Regions from separate parts of the Mus musculus genome. Here all the other regions are linked to region 2. The links are chromatin contacts, called in public HiChIP or PLAC-seq and promoter capture Hi-C maps. All regions are on one chromosome and are shown on one strand. Each heading gives the region's core, a stretch centred on a gene start, on an enhancer-like site or on the middle of the called end of the contact. The rest is flanking DNA. Distances are from core to core; before and after follow the strand shown.

Region 1 (2,700 bases), core at 159-2,658, 300 kb before region 2:
GCATCCATGTTTCAAAACCCAGGTTACCATGGCAGATGAGCCATGATTCAGAAATGCAGCCTGCTGAGACTGGGGGAGAGGCAGACGTGTGTCTCAGTGTTAATAAGCTGGTGTGCTTCTAGTTCATGCCACTGGCCTGGGAATATGTATTCTTATTGTATGGAAGCTGAGATTAAGATTCATGGTGAGGCCCTGGTTAAAGATCCTCAGGCCTGCTGCCTGCCCACTGTATGAGCCAGGCAGCAATTTGCTGTGTGGGGCAGGGGGTCTTCAGGTGTCATTGTATAGCTGGCTGTGGAAGGAGCTTGGCTTCACCATGTTTGACTTCTCACTAGATCCTAAAGTCACACGTGGTAAGGTTACACTGACTGGCTTTCTAGCCACAGGAAGAATGCAGTGCTCCTGCCTAGAGCCAAGCCTTCTGTTACTGAGTTAGCTGTACGTGTTATTCTGTTCCAGTTGGATAGGACCCGTGCAGTGAGTATCATACAGGTGATGTTTACTGCCAAGCTGGGCTGCTCTGAGATGTTAGAACTCAGCAGGGTCCCTAGGGGGGTATCTGAGAGGGAAGGTGGGGTGCGGTAAAGTAGCTGCACACTGATCGATGTCAGGGATGGCACCAACACAGCTGGTGACTAGTCAGATGGCATTACTGGGATGTGAGGATTCCTGGGTGGGCAAGAGGCCTGAAATGACTGTGCTGTGGGGTTACTGCATCTGTAGAGTCCATCGACAGCAACCAGAGCCTTGACCATGGAGAGAGGTTCCTTCCAGCCCCCAGCCCTGCGCTCCATTAAAGTCCTGCTTCCTCCCAGACATCAGGTGGTAGAACCCTGGGGAGTCACACTAGAATCAAAGCCCTAACACAGCCAGATGTGATGTGTGTTCCTTTTTTGCTGCAAAGAGATGTTCCATGAGGTGGGCGTTCACTAATTGCTATTTATGAGACATTTGTTTTGCGTGGTGATTTGAGTCTGAGGTGTCTTCAGAAGGATCTGTTGGGGGGGGATGGATGACAGCGGATGGGCTTTAGAAAGTTTGTAGACCCTGAGGCCTCTGATCACATCAGTAGAACCAGCCCCTGATGGAATCTTGGCAGGATGGCATTCTGGGAGATAGAGCCAGTTTGGGGGGAACGAGTCACGAAGGGGGAGCTCTCCCAGCTCCTCCCCTCTGCTTCCTGCTCACCATAAGGTGGACAGCCCCGCTCCACTCAGCTCCCACTGGGACGGACGCCTCATCACAGGTCCAGAAGTGAGGAGCAAGGTGACCCTGGACCACGAAGCCTCGGGAACCACGAGGCAGAACAACTCCTTTGTCCTTTAGTTGTCCTCTTAGAAGCTTGTCACAGCCATGAAAAACTGACCAACACGAGGTGTTTCCAGACTTGGGTCTTGATGAGTCATTTTGATACATATTGATTTGAGGTTTTCTTCTGCAACTAAGGATCTCTGTCTCTAAGGTCAGTGCATGGGAGGAGCCTGCTGTTATGATGCAGCATATTTGAGAACTGCTCAAATGGTTCCTGGAGGGGACGGGCTGCTTCACGTGCCACCATCAACAGGTTCTGTTCCGTGTTTGGAATCTGCAGTTTTGCAATGTTAGGGGTCAAATCCAGGACCCACACCTACTCAGCAAATGCTCCACCGCTGGGCTATTGCTCCCCACAATCCTGCACATGCTAGGTTTTTATATGTGTACGGGGGTGCACATGCCATGGCATGCATGTGGAGACCAGAGGAACTCCTCAGTTGTTGTTCCTTGTCTCCATCTTGCAGGACTTTTTGTTCACTGGCATTTATAGCAAGATAGCTGGCCCTTAAGCCTGCAAGAATCCTCCTGCCCTCAACTCTCATCTTGCTGCATGCTTACATTACAGATACACATAACCACATGCTTGCATTACAGATACACATAACCACATGCTTGCATTACAGATACACATAACCACATGCTTCCATTACAGATACACACAACCACATGCTTGCATTACAGATACACACAACCACATGCTTGCATTACAGATACACATAACCACATGCTTGCATTACAGATACACACAACCACATGCTTGCATTACAGATACACATAACCACATGCTTACATTACAGATACACATAACCACATGCTTGCATTACAGATACACATAACCACAAGCTTGCATTACAGATACACATAACCACATGCTTGCATTACAGATACACATAACCACAAGCTTGCATTACAGATACACATAACCACATGCTTGCATTACAGATACACACAACCACATGCTTGCATTACAGATACACATAACCACATGCTTGCATTACAGATACACATAACCACATGCTTACATTACAGATACACATAACCACATGCTTGCATTACAGATACACATAACCACAAGCTTGCATTACAGATACACATAACCACATGCTTGCATTACAGATACACACAACCACATGCTTGCATTACAGATACACATAACCACATGCTTGCATTACAGATACACATAACCACATGCTTACATTACAGATACACATAACCACATGCTTGCATTACAGATACACATAACCACAAGCTTGCATGACAGATACACATAACCACATGCTTGCATTACAGATACACACAACCACATGCTTGCATTACAGATACACATAACCACATGCTTGCATTACAGATACACATAACCACATGCTTACATTACAGATACACATA
Region 2 (2,700 bases), core at 196-2,695:
CTGAGAAAACACTGTTTCAAAGAAGTGCACCTTGAATCTGGGCATTCCTTCCACAGACATTTTCTCTGGGCTGGGAAGATGGTTCAACATCAATTTCTGGCCTTTTCACCCACACTCAAAAAAAATGGCTCCCCCCTACTGAGGATTGAATTTAGCCTCTCATCCAATAGGCAAGAATTACATCCTCAGCCTGCTTCATTATGACATTATTTTCGCGCGCGCACGCGTGTGTGGTATGTGTGTGTGTGTGTTTGTGTGTGTGTGTGTGAGAGAGAGACAGAGAAAATATATATATATCATGGATGAGCTCAGCATGTAGAGCTTGGTTCTCTTCTACCATGTGGGTCCCAGGAATAAAATGGCAGCAAGTACCTTCAACCCTCTAAGCTGTCTTGCCAGCCCTTCCTTTTTAATTTTGAAAAGAGGGTTGGGCTGGAGAGATGGTTCAGCGGTTAAGAGCACGGACTGCTCTTCCAAAGGTCCTGAGTTCAACTCCCAGCAACTACATGGTGGCTCACAACCATCGGTAATGGAGTCTGATGCCCTCTTCTGGTGTGTCTGAAGACAGCTACAGTGTACTTACATAAATAAAATAAATCTTAAAAAAAAAGGAGAAGAAAAAAAAGAAAAGAGGGTTTAAGTTGCTCAAAAAGCATTGAAATTGCTATTGTCCTGTCTCATTTTCTAGATGAATTATGATTATGGTCCTGTGATATCTGGCCCGGGTATAATGTGGATTTTTAAATTTATAGCCCTCTTAATTACTGAGCCATTTCTACAGCTTCTGTAGTGGAATTTTGATCAGGAAGAAACCTGGTAATTGGGAATGAGGAGTGAAAAAAGGTTATAGGCATACAGGTGTAGGACCAGTGTATGCCTTGGCTGTTTTGTTGTCGCTGCTACTGTGGGTAGGAATTCAGTATTGTATTTCGTCACACCTGATTTCCCCCCGAGGAGTTAAGTCAGGGCTAAAGGAGTTATCTAAGTAAATGGGGGAGTTTGGGGCTGGAGAAATGACTCAGTAGTTACGATCACTGGCTGCTTGCTGTTTCAGAAGTTCAATTCTCAGCACCCAGGAACTCCGGTAGTAGGGGATCCGACGCACAGCCATGAAACCAGGGAGACACTCATACAAATAAAGTAAAAATAAATAAAAATCTTAAAGTGGGGGGGGAAGTCTGGAATGGGGGTGCGTGCTTCAGTTCTGGGGAAACATAAATTCCAGGCAAATCTATAATAAATTTTCCTGGGTGGACGGGGAAAAAACACTGGATCTAGGAGGGAGAAAGAGTTTTAGGGGTTTAATTCATAGGTGCGCCCCTGAGCACGCCGGAGATACCCACACTGCGAAGTTAGGAACCAGCGAGAATAACCAACCCGACGGCTAGAAAGGCGATGGTCCGCCGGCGGGCGGGTTCGCGTGACGTCACTTCCCTTTCGCCTGATTTTGATTGGCGTTTGAGATTGGCCGGACTCCCTACAAGCCCAGGGTGCTTTGCGGTGCCCGGTCCTTTCCGCTCGGCCGTTCTCCTGTATAGGAGGTGAGTCTCTGCCGCCGCCGGTCCCATCGTGGTCCATCGGGCTCCATCGCCCTCCATCCGCTGTCATCGGCGAAGAGAGGCCGCACGGACAGCCATGGAGGAGCCCGGGCGCCGACAGCACGGAGCCAGGGCAGGGGCGGGAGGACCCGGGACGGGGTTGGGGACCCTGGCCTTGACTCGCCGCCCTCCTCTCCCTCGCGGCCTTAGGCAGCCATGGCGCCCAGCCGGAATGGCATGATACTGAAGCCCCACTTCCACAAGGATTGGCAGCAGCGAGTGGACACTTGGTTCAACCAGCCGGCGCGCAAGATCCGCAGGTATAGATCGCGCGTGGCTCGCGTGGGCTCCAGGGCGGGGACGCGCGTGGGGCAGGAGGTGACGGCTGTGCTTTTCCTGCAGGCGCAAGGCCCGGCAGGCGAAAGCGCGTCGCATCGCCCCTCGCCCCGCGTCCGGCCCCATCAGGCCCATCGTGAGGTGCCCTACAGTGAGATACCACACCAAGGTCCGGGCTGGCAGGGGCTTCAGCCTGGAGGAGCTCAGGGTGAGTGCGGCAGGGCGAGGTCCCTTGGCAGGTCCCTCGGGCTCGGTGGAATGATGACATTCTCCGGAATCGCTGTACTGACTTGATGAAAGTACTTTTGAACCCTTTTCCATCTGATGACACCGAGTTTTCTCGGCAGGGCCGGCTTGGGGTGGGGTGACTGCGAGGTGGGTGACCAGTTTCTGTTTCTGAACAGGTGGCTGGCATCCACAAGAAAGTGGCTCGCACCATCGGCATCTCTGTGGACCCGAGGAGGCGAAACAAGTCCACGGAGTCACTGCAGGCCAACGTGCAGCGCCTGAAGGAGTACCGCTCCAAGCTCATCCTGTTCCCCAGGAAGCCTTCTGCTCCGAAGAAGGGAGACAGTTCTGTAAGTCCTGCGGGGCGGCAGAGGTCCGGCTCAGTGTAGATAGAGTCTGTGTTCTTGGATCCAGCTCTGCAGAGTTGACATGAGTGCAGCAGTGGGAGGTTAGAGCGTACTGGGGGCGGCGGTGACGCGTGCAGATCAGTGGGAGCCACTATGGTGTCCCTGGGCTTTCCAGTGTCTGTTAGTGTTGGGAGCTATTGACTTGGAGCCTGGTATGCTGTTCTAGAGCGTTCACCCTACCAGGACGTTCA
Region 3 (2,750 bases), core at 86-2,585, 340 kb before region 2:
CCAATCAAAGGTAGGCTGGTCTGCTGTGTCAGGGTGAAGGCATGAACTTGGCGGGTGACAGAGGGAGGGGGCACCCAGGAGGTTCTGCAGAGGGACGCCTAAAGGTGCTCATATGGTAAAAAGCCTGAAAGCCGCTAGATTTTCCCATCAAAATAGAGGGTCCCTTGCTCTTCCTGGGTTTATCTGAAGACATCTAAAGTCATCTCTGGCTTTTCTCTCAAGCTTTAGAGAGGGTGATATTCCTGGTTTGAAGCCAGTCCTAGCTATAGACTTCCCTGAACCCTCCTGAACAAGAGTCTCAGAACAGAGCAGGACCCTGGCCTTAAAGGGACAGTTTCCCTCATGTGACGGAGCCCCAGGCAGACTCCTCTCTCTGGACATGGAGGAGACTAAGTATGTCCCAGCTCTGGTGTCTCTCTTTTCTCCCCACTTTTTCAGAAGTATCCCCTGTTCAGAGCAGCACCCCCTTAGAATATGCTGACCTGAATTCTGAGGTCGCATCCTACCTTTCCCCCAACCAAGTGTCAGTGCACGCCATGCCTGCTGGGGCACAGGTGGGAGTGGGGGGCATGAGAAGCTTGGTGACAGCTTGGTGACCATGTGCACAGCTGGGAGCAGGTGTCCTCTGTGCTCTGGCCTCAAGCTCCTCTTCCTTCATCACAAGCAGCAAGGCAGGTCTCTGTGGGCTTCCACACCAGAGAGTGCTCTTTGAAAAGATGATGTCAGCCTCTGAAACCTGTATGGGGGACCTGGGACAACCCATAGAAGACCAGAGACATGGCTGAAAGACAAACCAAAGTAGCCAGGACCATGGCCCCAGGTGTCATCCAGGCCAAGAAAGGACACCCAGGGGGACTCAGAGACGTGGCTTGGGGACAATGAGCTGAGCTTAGTAAAAGGTGAACGTCTGTCCTGCATTCCCTGCCCACCCATCCTGTATCATGTGACTACAGAAAGCCAAGTGGCATGAGAGACACAAGTTGCCCAGGGCCAGTCTACAGGAAGGGGCTCATCCATCAGCCCTGAGTCTGACCCAGGTGCCACTGGTCCAGTGGGGGAAGGGGACACAGGACGGTCCCTGAGCTTGGCCCAGACTAGGATCTGGCTCTTGGGCCTATGCTAAGCCTCAGAGTCCTGGCCACTTTCTGGCTCTACCTCTGCCCCACATCCCGTAGTCTGCACAGCTCAGGCTTATCTACTCTGCCTCTGCCATGTAAGGGCACCTCACCTCATTTACCGGTTCTGTCAGCCTGGGCAGGAGCCAGTCAGTGGCGCATCACACACAGAATCAAGATGGCTACCTGGTCCAGCTGCCCCGGACAGCTTGCATTCTCTCAAGCTCAGTCTTCTGGCCTGCCAGTGAGAACAGTTCCAGGTTCCTGTTCCTCTCCCGGTGCAGGCAGCCATCCCCCCAGCTGCCGCTGCTTCCTCTCCCCAGGAGCTGCCAGGCCACGTGGACACCCATGGAGAAAACACTATGAGGTCTTTTCAACGGCTTTCTCAACTACACAAATCCGCCGTGAGCAGAACGCAATGCTGGGACACTACCTCAGGGACAGCCTCTCCATTGCTGCCTCAGGCTCTGTCAAACTTGGCCGGAACCCAGCCTCACTCCCAGAAGCCTTCCTGTGGCCTCTTCTGGAAGCACCTCAGGCTTCAAGAACAAGAAAAACTAGGGCCACAACCTGCTAGAGGCTCTACCTCTGCCAGACCACTCTGCTTCTGCAATACCGACCTCCCCTTTCACTCCTGTAGAAAGGCCTGTTCCTTCTAGCGCCAGATAAGGATATCACAGAGCTAGGGCTGCTATAGATTTTCATGGCTCCAAATCATAGTCTCCGTAGGCAGGCAAGAAGCCTGGGAGCTGGCTGTTGGTCCTCCTCTGAAGGGTTAAGACCTCCAGGCTGCATCTGTAGCCAGATGCATGAATAACAGAGGTGCTGTCCCCAGCCAGGCCACTCTGCAGGCCCCAGCCAGGCCAGACTTTTTCCAGGCCTCGGGCCTCAGGTTCCCGGAGGGTTACCACAACTGTTCCAGAACAGAAGCGTTCAGTGTGTGGGTGTTGGAATGTTCCACCACCGTGCCGGGTGCCCCCCACCCCCACCCAGGGGACCGGGAAGTGAAATTGCTCAGTCTGCGTTGGGTGTGGCAGTCTGGGGTGGGGGGTTGGGTGTTTGACTTCACCCGGAAGATTATTATCACGGGAAGTAAGGCGGCCGGCCTATTTTTTTTTTCTTTTGAGACAATATCTTGCTACGTAGCCCAGGCTGGCCTCAAACGCGTGATCCTCCTGCCTGGAATTACACATAAACATCACCATACCCTAAGAATCGTCCTCTGGAGCCGAGGACAAATGTAGTACTAGCCCATGGGCTCCTCAACCGAGAGGGACTCTGTGCCGGCCTGAGTTTCACAACACCCTCCGCATCTTGGTTGGTCTTCTTTGAGACTCCCTCTGAGGTGGACCCTGAGGGTCAGCGGAGGAGAGGGAGAAACTGCATCTTGAACACGTTGGAAGCTGGCTTGTTTGAGACATCCCCCCACCCCTCCCGCGTGCCCTTTATAATGGCACACCTAGGTGTCTGTCCCAGCCCACTATGGTGACAAACAAAGCTGTCTTCCCCTGAGCTGAAGAAAGTTTTGTTTAAATATTTATTTATGCTGGAGAGATGGCTCAGTGGTTAAGAGCACTGACTGCTCTTCCAGAGGTCCTGAGTTCAATTCCCAGCAACCACATGGTGGCTCACAAC

Evidence for each region. Promoter capture Hi-C pulls out the DNA fragments that hold promoters and counts their contacts. HiChIP or PLAC-seq counts read pairs in DNA pulled down with a chosen protein or histone mark.
Region 1: a contact with region 2 is called in a FOXA1 HiChIP or PLAC-seq map of pancreatic cancer cells. The contact joins the enhancer-like site here to the promoter of Rpl13 in region 2. A contact is called at or near these places in 3 of 39 promoter capture datasets (hippocampal neurons, neural stem cells and stem cell-derived epiblast-like cells), 1 of 15 datasets of contacts at CTCF or cohesin (the NIH/3T3 cell line), 1 of 484 Hi-C or Micro-C datasets (bone marrow-derived macrophages), 3 of 115 datasets of contacts at active chromatin or transcription factors (embryonic stem cells and pancreatic cancer cells) and 4 of 9 other capture datasets (adipose tissue, embryonic stem cells, liver and 1 more).
Region 3: a contact with region 2 is called in a promoter capture Hi-C map of liver, with 7 times the contacts expected there. The contact joins the promoter of A530010L16Rik here to the promoter of Rpl13 in region 2. A contact is called at or near these places in 11 of 39 promoter capture datasets (cranial neural crest, embryonic stem cells, hematopoietic stem and progenitor cells and 7 more), 7 of 115 datasets of contacts at active chromatin or transcription factors (bone marrow-derived macrophages, embryonic forebrain, embryonic stem cells and 3 more) and 3 of 9 other capture datasets (adipose tissue, liver and pancreatic islet).

Annotation. Positions count from the first base shown.
Region 1 is chr8:122,798,148-122,800,847 of GRCm38.p6, forward strand. The region is part of intron 6 of Acsf3 (acyl-CoA synthetase family member 3); the gene reads left to right. Among named protein-coding and RNA genes, the nearest start is that of Gm35466, 24 kb to the right of the region's middle. Within about 2 kb of position 1,409, at least 2 of the 459 cell types and tissues checked have an H3K27ac peak or open chromatin away from gene starts, as enhancers often do. A contact at or near this core is called in pancreatic cancer cells, where this site is marked.
Region 2 is chr8:123,100,905-123,103,604 of GRCm38.p6, forward strand. It overlaps Rpl13 (ribosomal protein L13), which reads left to right and starts at 1,446. Exons shown (of 6, transcript NM_016738.5): 1 at 1,446-1,541; 2 at 1,749-1,858; 3 at 1,941-2,082; 4 at 2,279-2,452. The coding sequence starts at 1,755. Snord68 (small nucleolar RNA, C/D box 68) reads left to right here and starts at 2,154; the gene lies at 2,154-2,201.
Region 3 is chr8:122,761,426-122,764,175 of GRCm38.p6, forward strand. A530010L16Rik (RIKEN cDNA A530010L16 gene) reads right to left here and starts at 1,336. Exons shown (of 3, transcript NR_151739.1): 1 at 1,229-1,336; 2 at 507-749.